Linked DNA regions of Hordeum vulgare: region 1 is linked to region 2. A link is a contact called in public Hi-C data. All regions are on one chromosome and are shown on one strand. The core of a region is the stretch at or near the end of the contact, and the rest is flanking DNA. Distances in the headings are between cores, read along the strand shown.

Evidence for each region. Hi-C and Micro-C count contacts between places; a contact is called where the count stands out from the background.
Region 1: a contact with region 2 is called in a Hi-C map of seedling, with 4 times the contacts expected there. The contact joins the promoter of LOC123395670 here to the promoter of LOC123395005 in region 2. A contact is called at or near these places in 3 of 6 Hi-C or Micro-C datasets (leaf and seedling).

What each region holds. Positions count from the first base shown.
Region 1 is chr5H:326,490,011-326,495,007 of MorexV3_pseudomolecules_assembly, reverse strand. It overlaps LOC123395670 (regulatory-associated protein of TOR 2), which reads right to left and starts at 1,357. Exons shown (of 22, transcript XM_045090692.1): 1 at 758-1,357. The coding sequence starts at 1,084.
Region 2 is chr5H:326,056,845-326,062,100 of MorexV3_pseudomolecules_assembly, reverse strand. It overlaps LOC123395005, which reads right to left and starts at 2,964. Exons shown (of 2, transcript XM_045089914.1): 1 at 2,673-2,964; 2 at 1,945-2,558. The coding sequence starts at 2,733. The coding sequence ends at 2,329.

The DNA of each region.
Region 1 (4,997 bases), core at 108-2,607, 430 kb before region 2:
TTTGAACCATTATTCTTATACAATCTTATATCAATCATCAGAAAACTTATTTGATTTTTAGTTAAAAAGGAAAAATTGATCATCATAACAGAATGGCATGCTCTATTAAGATAGGCCATAAAAATACCGTTACTTGACACTTGCCTATTTGATTTTTTAGCCGAGCCATTAATTACGTATTACACGCTAGTGGCTTTCGTGCTACATTTAATTCCGGTGATCTCGTGAGCAGCGAATAAGCATGAATACGTTAACATAGCGACAGCTATAAATGGTTCCGTTTATCATTTTTAATTAATACAGCAACCACCGACAGCGCGATAACACAAGACAACATTGACTTCTCCAAGCATTTGGGAGAAAGAATGGCATCAGCTTGCAGCGAACAATAATAACTAGGCAAATCTGGATAGCCAGTTCACAGATTTGGTTATCCTGCTGGTAACTATGAATCATTAACTTACTTAAACGGACAAAAACTGAAAAGTTTGGTCACATCACCCATTACATCTTAAAGCGTGGTGATCAAATCGTAACCGCTAAATTGAAATGGTAAATTATACTAAAATTGCACGTAGACACTTAAGCAAACCAGCAGCTGCCCCAAATTTACCCTGATTTAGCTCGTTGAACTACACGTGCCGTTAATCATAAGCCCATGAACATCACCTGAGTGAATCTCTGAGGGCCAACCGTGGCAAATCTAAGAAAGAAACGATCAACAAGAGCAATAGCTGCATGAGCTACAATCCATTACCCTGTCCTTGGGGCGCCACTTGGAGACGAGCCCGCTGGTAGATGGCCCGGCCGCGGCAGCGGTGGCCTCGTCGAACCCCTCGTGCCGCTGCTCGCAGAGCACAACAACCTGCGGCAGGCACGGCACAAGCGCCACGGCCGTCCCCTCCTCATCCTCCTCGCCGGCGTCCTCCCTCCGAAGCTCCGGCCCGTTCGCGACAGGGAGCTCACCATCCACGCGTTCCGTCTGGTGGTTCACCGCCGCCAAGGAGGGAGTAGGCAGCGAGGACGAGGACGAGGACGAGGACGAGTGCACGAGCCTGGACGCCATGAGATCTCCCAATGCCATCTACGCTTGGGCGGTCCCTCTACTGCTCTCTTCTCTTCCTCGTCACCCCGCAGCCATCTCGGGGCGGGGGGGGCGTGTCGTGTGTACGGAGTGGGCAGCGATGCTCGCTGCCTACATCGATCGAATCGGCCCGGCGTGGCGAATCCGAATCCGGGCCGCCGGGGACGGGTGGACGCCAGGCAGGGATTGGATGGAGGCGCGGGTGGGGTTTAGGGTTAGGGTTTGGACGGGGGCAGGGGGGGGGGAGACGGGGATGCGGCGGAGAGGGTGGGGAGGAAGAGGGAGAGAGAGAAACAGGGCGAGGAGAGAGAGACGGGGAAAATAGTATAAAAACTGGAAACTGGATTCTCCTCTCTTTTTTTCCTTCGGTTTGTTTTCTCTCGGTGTTGGCTGAAGAATGTGAGCTGAGATGCGCAGGCTCGTGGCCGTGCGTCTGCTAGCTTAGCTACTGTAGTTAGAAGTCTCTTTGCTACTCCAAGTACTCCGTATTATTTTTGTGTGATGTTTATCTTCGCTATGTGCAGTTTGCGGTTTGGATGAATGTCTGCGAATTTAAGATGCTCAAGAAATGTGTGTAAAATAGATAAAATCAGTGAGCCAAAAAAGTTAAGAGAAGGTGTCGATTCGATAAGGAGTATCATGATCCCTTGTAATCTTAAAATAAATCTTAGAGCAGCTTCAATGAAAGACGTAGAGAAAGTAAAAAAAATAAAAATTAATGATTTTAGGTCTAAAGATACACAAACAAATAGATGAAAATAAAGAGGAGGCAGATCACTCACTCTACTAAGCATATTTGATGAGTTGTTAAAGAGGAGGGTTGCTATTTCGCGCTCGCGCGTTGAGGCGCTCGGTTTCCGACAGGGCCCGGTTTCCTTTTGAAGCTAACTAATCAGCGCGGTAAGAAAAGTCGGCGCTTCGCTTATAGGGATCGCGCGTTGCGACTTACGAGCGTGAAAAAGCGATTCCGGTTAAAGAGAAGGCAAATCTATAAAGAAACTCGCTAAATGTTGGGTCGGAGATACAGAGAGCATGTTTTTTGATAAATTTAGTTTGATTTGATTAATATTGAGTCTAATTCAAATCCTGAGGTACAAAAAAAATGTTACCTCACGGATTTTGAGGAAAATTCGCAACTTTTAGAAGAAAAAAAAACAGTTTGATCAAAATCACTAATTTGGATCAAAACATATTTCATATGAATCTAGTACGAACTTCTAAAGTAAAAAAAACGGCTCGGTTGAAAGTACAAGCTTTTCGTTCATTTTAACCATGTTTAGTATTCATAGGAAAACCAAATGATAGATGGGTGGAATTTGGTGACTTGGTTGGAGAGAACGAAGAAAGAATGAAGTGAACTTTTGATGTTGATACTCAACTACGGATTTGATTAGTTGATATTAACGTTGTTGGAGTTGCTCTTAGCGTTGAGCCAACATAAGACTAACTACGAATTTGCTACAAACAGGCGACATGTTAGCAAACGTGAGAAGCTACATAATCATATGATTCTAACTTTGAAGTTGATAGTCCTCGTATTTTTTCATGAGGTTATGTATGATAGTCATCGACGATTGTGGCAATGACTATTGCATTGGTTGGGATCATACGAGAAATGGTGTCTTTCTACCATGGTAAAACTTTGAATATCATCCTCCATACGAAATGGCATCTTGGCTAAAGTGAGATAAATGAGTTTGTTCACTCTGGTGTATATTGCATTCGACATGGCCTCGTGGAACATGATGGTTTGCTTCATGTGGGCAACAAACAAGAGGATGGAGAAAACGTGTGGTACTCCTATGCTTTCAAGACGACGTGAACATAACCAAAAAGGTAAAAGCATAAAAAAATCCAATGTTGCACACTAGATGGGATAGAGCCTATCAATAGAGCTACTAACATAGGAGGGGAGAGTAACAAAGGAGATGGTGGTTTGGGCTCGATGGAGAACTCAAAATTCATGATGTGCTCAACTTGTTATAAATTGGGCCAATTAACCCAAACTCGGTTTTGAAGGATTAAAGATGAATGATATATCAACTAGAGAGGGTGAATAGACGACTATCAATCTTAATATTCTCTTAGTTGATTTATAGGCAAACATGAAAATGAAATTCTACACAAATGCAATTAAGTGACACACTCTACGTGGTAAGCTACAATGAGCTAGCAAGCTGCACAAGGCAAGCAAAGAAGGAAGTGATGACAAGTTAGGGTTTAAGATAGCCATAAGTGACAGAGATGGAGATGAAGATATAATATACAGTTCACACTTTTGGGAGAGTGGTAATCTATGTTGAATAGGTGGGGAACATCGAATGCTCCCACAAAAAATGAGTGACTCACCTAAGCTTTGGAGTGTCTTTGCCAACGAATGTCCAACCACCCTCTCAATATGGGTAGTTCTCGGGGTGACCCCAAGGCCACACAAACAAGCATGCGCACAATGACACAACTTGGAAACTCTGAGGTAATAATAACCATATAAGGCTGCCCACAAACTCAAGAGTAACAAGATTCACAAAAATTATAGTGAGGAATCAAAGAATTCAAGTTCTACTTGGTGGAATTGTATATTTGTATATCTTGTTGATCGAGCTCTCCTCTTACCCTCCCTAAAAGTATCATTGAAATGGGTCGACAAGGTGGGGCCTCAAGCTTTTCCCGGGGCAACAATGGTAGAGAGAGCCTACATTATCACAAAGAAGGAAACTTACATATCCCCCTCCCCCAAGATTCTGCCTATTATGCTTTGTTATAAGTTCTACGAGTATAAGATTTTACAATACTAGTATATTGTATAGTTATGCTTATAGCTATTTTTACGTGTCACCAACTGTTGGGGCATAGTTTATGCCTAAGTAATTTTGGTGATTGATGACAGTACCGTACAGGACTAACCGTGTGTGTCAAGGTTTCAGGTAACACATATCAACAGCACAAGACGACACGTCTCCTCTCTCCGGGAACGGAAGCACGGCGCTCTCTACGATTCTCTTTATTTGAGTCATAGGAAAGTCGTACTATTAAGAGGGGATCCGTAGTGGAAAGGTTTGGGTGGAATCTATCTTTGCACGCGCACACTTCACATTCTCCCCTTCCTCATGTTTGGAGCGACCCTCGCCTATTTCGTCTTGAGTATTTCTGCAAAAATGGTCCCCAGCGGTAGTACCGCTTGTTCCAGCGGTAGTACCGCTGGACTGCTAGCGGTAGTACCGCTGAAGCCAGCGGTAGTACCGCTAGCCAGTGGTAGTACCGCCCCTGGTCAGCGGTAGTACCGCTCCAGGTGTTTTGTTCCACCTACCTAGCGGTAGTTAGTGGACGGACCCTTTTGCGAAGACTTTCCCGGCGGTAGTAGTGCTTGTGCACTACCAAGGGGTCAGCGGTAGTACCGCTGGTGTCAGCGGTAGTGCCGCTGGAGGCCCAGCGGTAGTACCGCTGCAGCCAGCGGTAGTACCGCTCCTGCTCAGCGGTAGTACCGCTGGTACTCGGGCAGAGAGTGGGAAAACGGTCTGATTTTTCCCCCACTATATAAACGGTTCTTCCCCACTTGTGTCCCTTCACATTGGCCAAGGATTGTTGGGAGCATATTATGGTACTGTACAAGGGAAGCTCAAGTATTCAATGATCCAACTATGAAGTGATACTTGATAAGGCCGATGAGTTTGTGATGAAGGAAGACGAGGACCCTCGTGATCTCTATCGGAGGGTGACTGCTATTGCTGTGGCACTAAAGGATCATGGGAGTAAGGATGTGGATGATACATGGGTCAAGCGCAAGTTTCTCAAAGCCATCATGCCTTTCAATAAAGCCATGTCATCTGTCATTCGTCAGCGGCCAGACTTCCACTCCTTGTCTTCCAGTGAAGTGTTGGATGAGTTCATTGCAATGTCAATCATGAACGAAACA
Region 2 (5,256 bases), core at 1,715-4,214:
ACCGTTGCCCATCAGCACGGAAGTAGTCCCTGCGACCTGATAAGAAGAAAGCATGGAAATATCACCGCATAGATGCACATTAGCACCCGTGTCAATCAACCAATCAGGGGAACGACATACTTAGAGAATAGCAGGAAGTATACCATACCCAACATCCTTCATATCAGTGTCACCAATGACAATACTGGCGATCGTGTCGCCTTTCCCATGTTGACGCTTTTCATAACGATTAGGGAAACTAGGTGCCCAATCATCAGGATCTCCGCAGACATGACAAGCACCTTTCTTCTTGTCAGTCTTCTTCTTGAAGTTGGCGTGTTGCGAAGCCTTGTTCTACCCATCAAACTTTCCCTTACCATCAAACATGCCCTTGTTCTTGAACTTGTGGTGCTGGGAGTTTTTCTTCTGTACCAGATTGGCACTGGAACCTCCCGCAATACCTCGACCATGTATGTCTTTTGCTCTCGCCTTTTCTTCCACATCAAGAGTACCAATGAGATTCGGAACGGAAAACTCCTGCCTGTGATGCTTCAGAGAGGTAGCAAAGTTCCTCCACGAGGGAGGAAGCTTAGTGATGATACCTCTAGCAATAAACTTATTCGGTAACATACAATTGAAGTGCTCAAGTTCTCTAGCAAATGACTGTATCTCGTGATCTTTCTCAACCACTGAGCGCTCATCAGTCATCCTGTAATCATAGAAGTATTCCATGATATACAGCTCAGTGCCGACATCCGAGACCCCCAAACTCGGCCTCGAGTGCTTCCCACATATCTTTTCCATTGTCAATTGACGCATAAGCATCAACTACATTCTCACCAAGAACACTCAAGAGAGGAGCCTTAAACAAGGTATACGTTTTTTGAAAAGCTTCTTCCTATTGAGGATCAAAAACTCCTTCAGGTTTGCCAAGAGTGGCATCATAGGAGCTCATGGTTTGAAACCATAGAACGACCCTCACACGCCACCTCTTATAGTGCACATCCTCAAACATAGAAGGCCTCATGAAAGCAACAAAATCACTCGGGATAAATTGCCTATAATAAGGATTTTGAATTGTTAAAAATATGAGCAATTTACCGAATGATTTAAAAGAGATAAACAATAGATAAAACATGATCATTATAACAAAGACAAGACTAGTCATGCAGACTTGAGAAAAGTAGACCAAGATAACAGAGCCAAGACTAGAGGAGGCAAAAATCATCTGAACATGTGTGTTAGAACAAAATAAATCTAAAACAAATACTAGACCAAGAAACTTAGCATTAGCTTTGGTGTTGGCGTCGGCCATGTCGTCAAAAAAGTCGTCGGCGTTCGTGGCATACGTGATGAAGAGGTCAGTAGTCGCGCAGAACGCTCCTCAAAAACCTTATCACCATTCTCTCGTACATAACTCAAAAGGTGTGCTTTCGAAGGCCTATTGTTCCGAACTGCGGTGCACGCTGCATGCCCGGATAGGGAAGAACTTAGCAGTAGCTCAGAACGCAGCGACGTGAGACGAAGCAAAAGAGCACGCGTGAATGTCTCTGTTGTTTCCATCCTCATACACGTGGGATAATATGCTTTCTTATAAGCAGATCCAACTTTCTACTAAACTAACAATATGAAAGTAAGCTTTAGTCCTACCTCTTGCCTTGTATAAATGGGCTAAGTGAGCCTCTAGAATTTATTAGAAATTCTGAAACTTGTTATTGGGCTTACCCAAAATAGGTCAAATTCCAGCAGACCTTACCTTACACTGCATTTGTCATGAGTATCAATTCTGTGCAACTGAAATTCAATTGCTAACTCCTCTCTTTTCTCTGCTTTCTCCCGGGATAGATTCTTCGTCCAGATCCAGTTGACATGGTCCCTTGGAACGGATAATGTAACAACCACGGATTCCACGATTCTTTTCTCATTACTAGGCCGGCCTCGCTTCTCACTGTATGCCGGACAGTATTAAAACTTGGATAACTCAGGCGACTCGCTGTTGTTTATTCAATCAACGTCATCCAGATACACATAATTCTATCTACTACTAGTACTACAATCGACAAGGCATCGCTGGGTTTCTTGGTTCCTTCGATAATAGAGAAGGGGGAATTAATCCTACCCCCACCCCATCACACCTACTAGATGATGGAGACAACAATGGCACTTGCTGGATGGATAGTACAAAGTAGATAAGATAATCCCGCCTTCCTCGCTGGATGGATTAGGACAAATGAGCGGCGCCACGTCACGGGCTATTAATTAACTGGTGCTAATTGGTCGTCATCATCATCGTCTGGTCTCGATCCACGGCCGGCCGGCCGGCCGGCCGTGATCCGAACGTCTGATCTGCTAGTAGCTCCACCGCTCGTTCTCTTGGCCGTCATCGCCGGTGGCCGCCGGCAGCTGCGAGTAGAAGTCCAGCTCGAAGCACCTCGCTTCCTCCTCCCTCCGTTTGACGGTGTAATAGTGGCGCGCCAGCGCCGCTCCGCCGAGCGCGGCAGCGACCGTGAATCCCGCCGCTTTGCCCCGCCGCCGGCCGCACGCCACCGAGGCGCCAACCGCCGCCGTCCACATCGCCCCTGCATCCAACCAAAATTAGTAAATACCTGGTCTCACATCACAATTACGTCAAAACACCGATCGGAGACGGGAGATCGCGGGAGGAAGGTGGGGTCCGAGAGGCTGAGACTGACCGACGGTGGCGAGCTTGTGCTGGTCCACCCAGGACTGCACCGACGAGCTCATCTTCTCCATCTCCGGTCGACGAGTTCCTGATTTCTTACAATGATTCTCGGATGACTTTCTCTGGGAATGGGGAATTGGATGGGATCAGCGGGTCAGGTTGGTGGCGTATTTGTAGCTGCGCAGAGCGCCCACTGGCTTCTATTGATCGTGAGCTGAAGGAAAAAGATAAATGAAACCAGTGGCCCAGCCACCAGTTTCTGTCGCGGTTTGCTTTGTTGGGTTGCCCCTCTATTCGGAGGTAGCCCGAGGTTTTATGAGGCCCTTCTTATCCAGGTTGCTCGTCATCACGCCAACGACTTAGAAAGTATCTGACAAAAAAAGCTCCACGCCTTGCTTTATAGGTAAAACACATATCATTATACAAGCCAGCCGAAAATAATGGTGTATAAAATAAAGGAAACGTTCTAATTCACTCGGCTGATTTCTCGTTTCTGTAAATCGCCTCAAAAGATTGACACGTGTCCTGTGGAAACGATGCACCGCACTGCCCCGTAACCTTATCCTTTTCCCAGTCTAAGTCGTCCTTCCTCTCAATCGGAGCATCCGATCCCCTCTCTCCCCATTACCACTACAACCTTGCTTTCTTCTCTTCCCGAGCTCCTCACCTCTCCCACCCCCAGTCGACAAGCTGCTGCTTCTACAAGGGGTCCCGTAGCGCTGCGATGGCTACCACTCGACGAGGAGGCGTACCTGCGAGGGGAGCAATGGTGTGCATGGTGTGGGTGGCATCACGAGATCCCGCGGGGCTGCGTGTTAGTGGCCACCGGAGCTGCAGACGACGATGGTGTTGGAGGAGGAAGAGACGAGCATCGCAACATCCCTCCCCCAAAGCTCCGTCGCCTCTGTGTGCTGCGTCACAACATCTTGGCCGCCATCGGGTTGTGTCACAACATGTGACATCGTCGTCGCATGATTCACCACAACACCCCGTCACCGTCACGTGAATCTTTGTCGACGCCTGTCGGGTGCTGCGGTGGAGCTTTGACGGGGGCGGACGTTGCTGCGATGGAGCACGACCGTGCGGTGGTGGAGACTCTGTAGGGAAGCTCCGCCGGCGGCGACGTGGTGCTACGATGGAGCACCACGGTGTCGGTGTTTGCGCTGCAATGAAACGTCGTCGAGATTGTGATGAAGGGCCGTCGAAGCTAGAGTGAAGCGCCGACGTTCGTTCGAGTTCCGGCGAGGTTGCAATGAAGCTCCGACGAGGTTGCAGTGAAGCGCCCGGACGGTTGCTGGAACTCCTGTGAGGTTGCAATGAAGCTCCGACGAGGTTGCAGTAAAGCGCCCCGGCGGTCGTCGGAAGCTCCAGCGAGGTTGCAATGAAGGGTCCGTCGGTGCTGCCATGGGAGACTATTGCGTGCTGCTGCTATGGGAGCTGTGTGGTGCCTCCCGATTCTGCGGCTGGGAGCATTTGAATCGGATGGATGTGGAGGCAGCTTAATTTCGTAACAAATAAACCGGTTAATTTGTAGCAGTCCTCATAAAATAAATACGGAAAAAATAAAAGAGGAGAGAAGAAGGTCTCATTGCGAGCGACAACAAAACAAACCCAAACATATATGAAAGTCACATGAAAGATACATGAAAGCCTGAAGGAGGATAGGTTATCATGAGCAACCGAGCCGCGGGCTCCTTGAACTTCTTAGTCATGTCATGGACGGAGGACCTATCCCGTCATCTGCACAGGGGTCTTCAAATCTATAAGAAATCACATAATTTATAGATCACATCACTAAGCATGGTCGTAAATATATTCTCAATAATAAGTTTATTCCTAATACACCATAACGTCCAAACCAAGGCTCAAAAATTGATCCACATCAATCTTCGGGCCTGACCCGATCAGGCAGATGGTAGGGGGAAGAACTGAGGGAAGCTCGTAGGATACCATCCATTGTCCCGAATCTTCCTAGGAGCACTCCAAATAAACTGGGCGGACACATAGTAAAAGAAGATGTGATCACTATCTTCAACAACATAAAAAATGGGACACATACAAATTGCTGGCCCATTACGTTTGCAAACTTGCTCACCCAATGGTAGCTTGCCCCTCACTAACTGCGAGAGGAATATCTTGATTTTAGGTGGAGGCCTAGTTTTCCAAATTTTTGTAAATTTCTTCGGTCCCTGATGAGCCGCCATCCAATCATAGAGGGACTTAATAGAATAGCAACCTTGCGGGTCAAGCTGCCAATGAGTGGAGTCCCCAAGCCTCGACAAAGTTGTGTTTGCAAGGCTAGACCACAACTGTGCACATTCAGCAGCCTCATCCGGGCTGAAGGAGCGACGAGACAACAACCCATTACCCTCATTTTGCACGACTAGAGAAACCGATATGGTTGGCTAGTTAGTAATCACTAACAAGGCCGGGAATTGGGCACGTAATTGGTTGGCACCGGCCCAACAGTCCAACCAAAACAGTGTATCAACACCTCACCGAACCATCAATGCGGTCCCTAGAAGGAAGCAAGGTTTAAGAGCCTATATAGTCTGCCAAAACTAGGATTCCCTCGAGTGTGTGCACATGGAGAA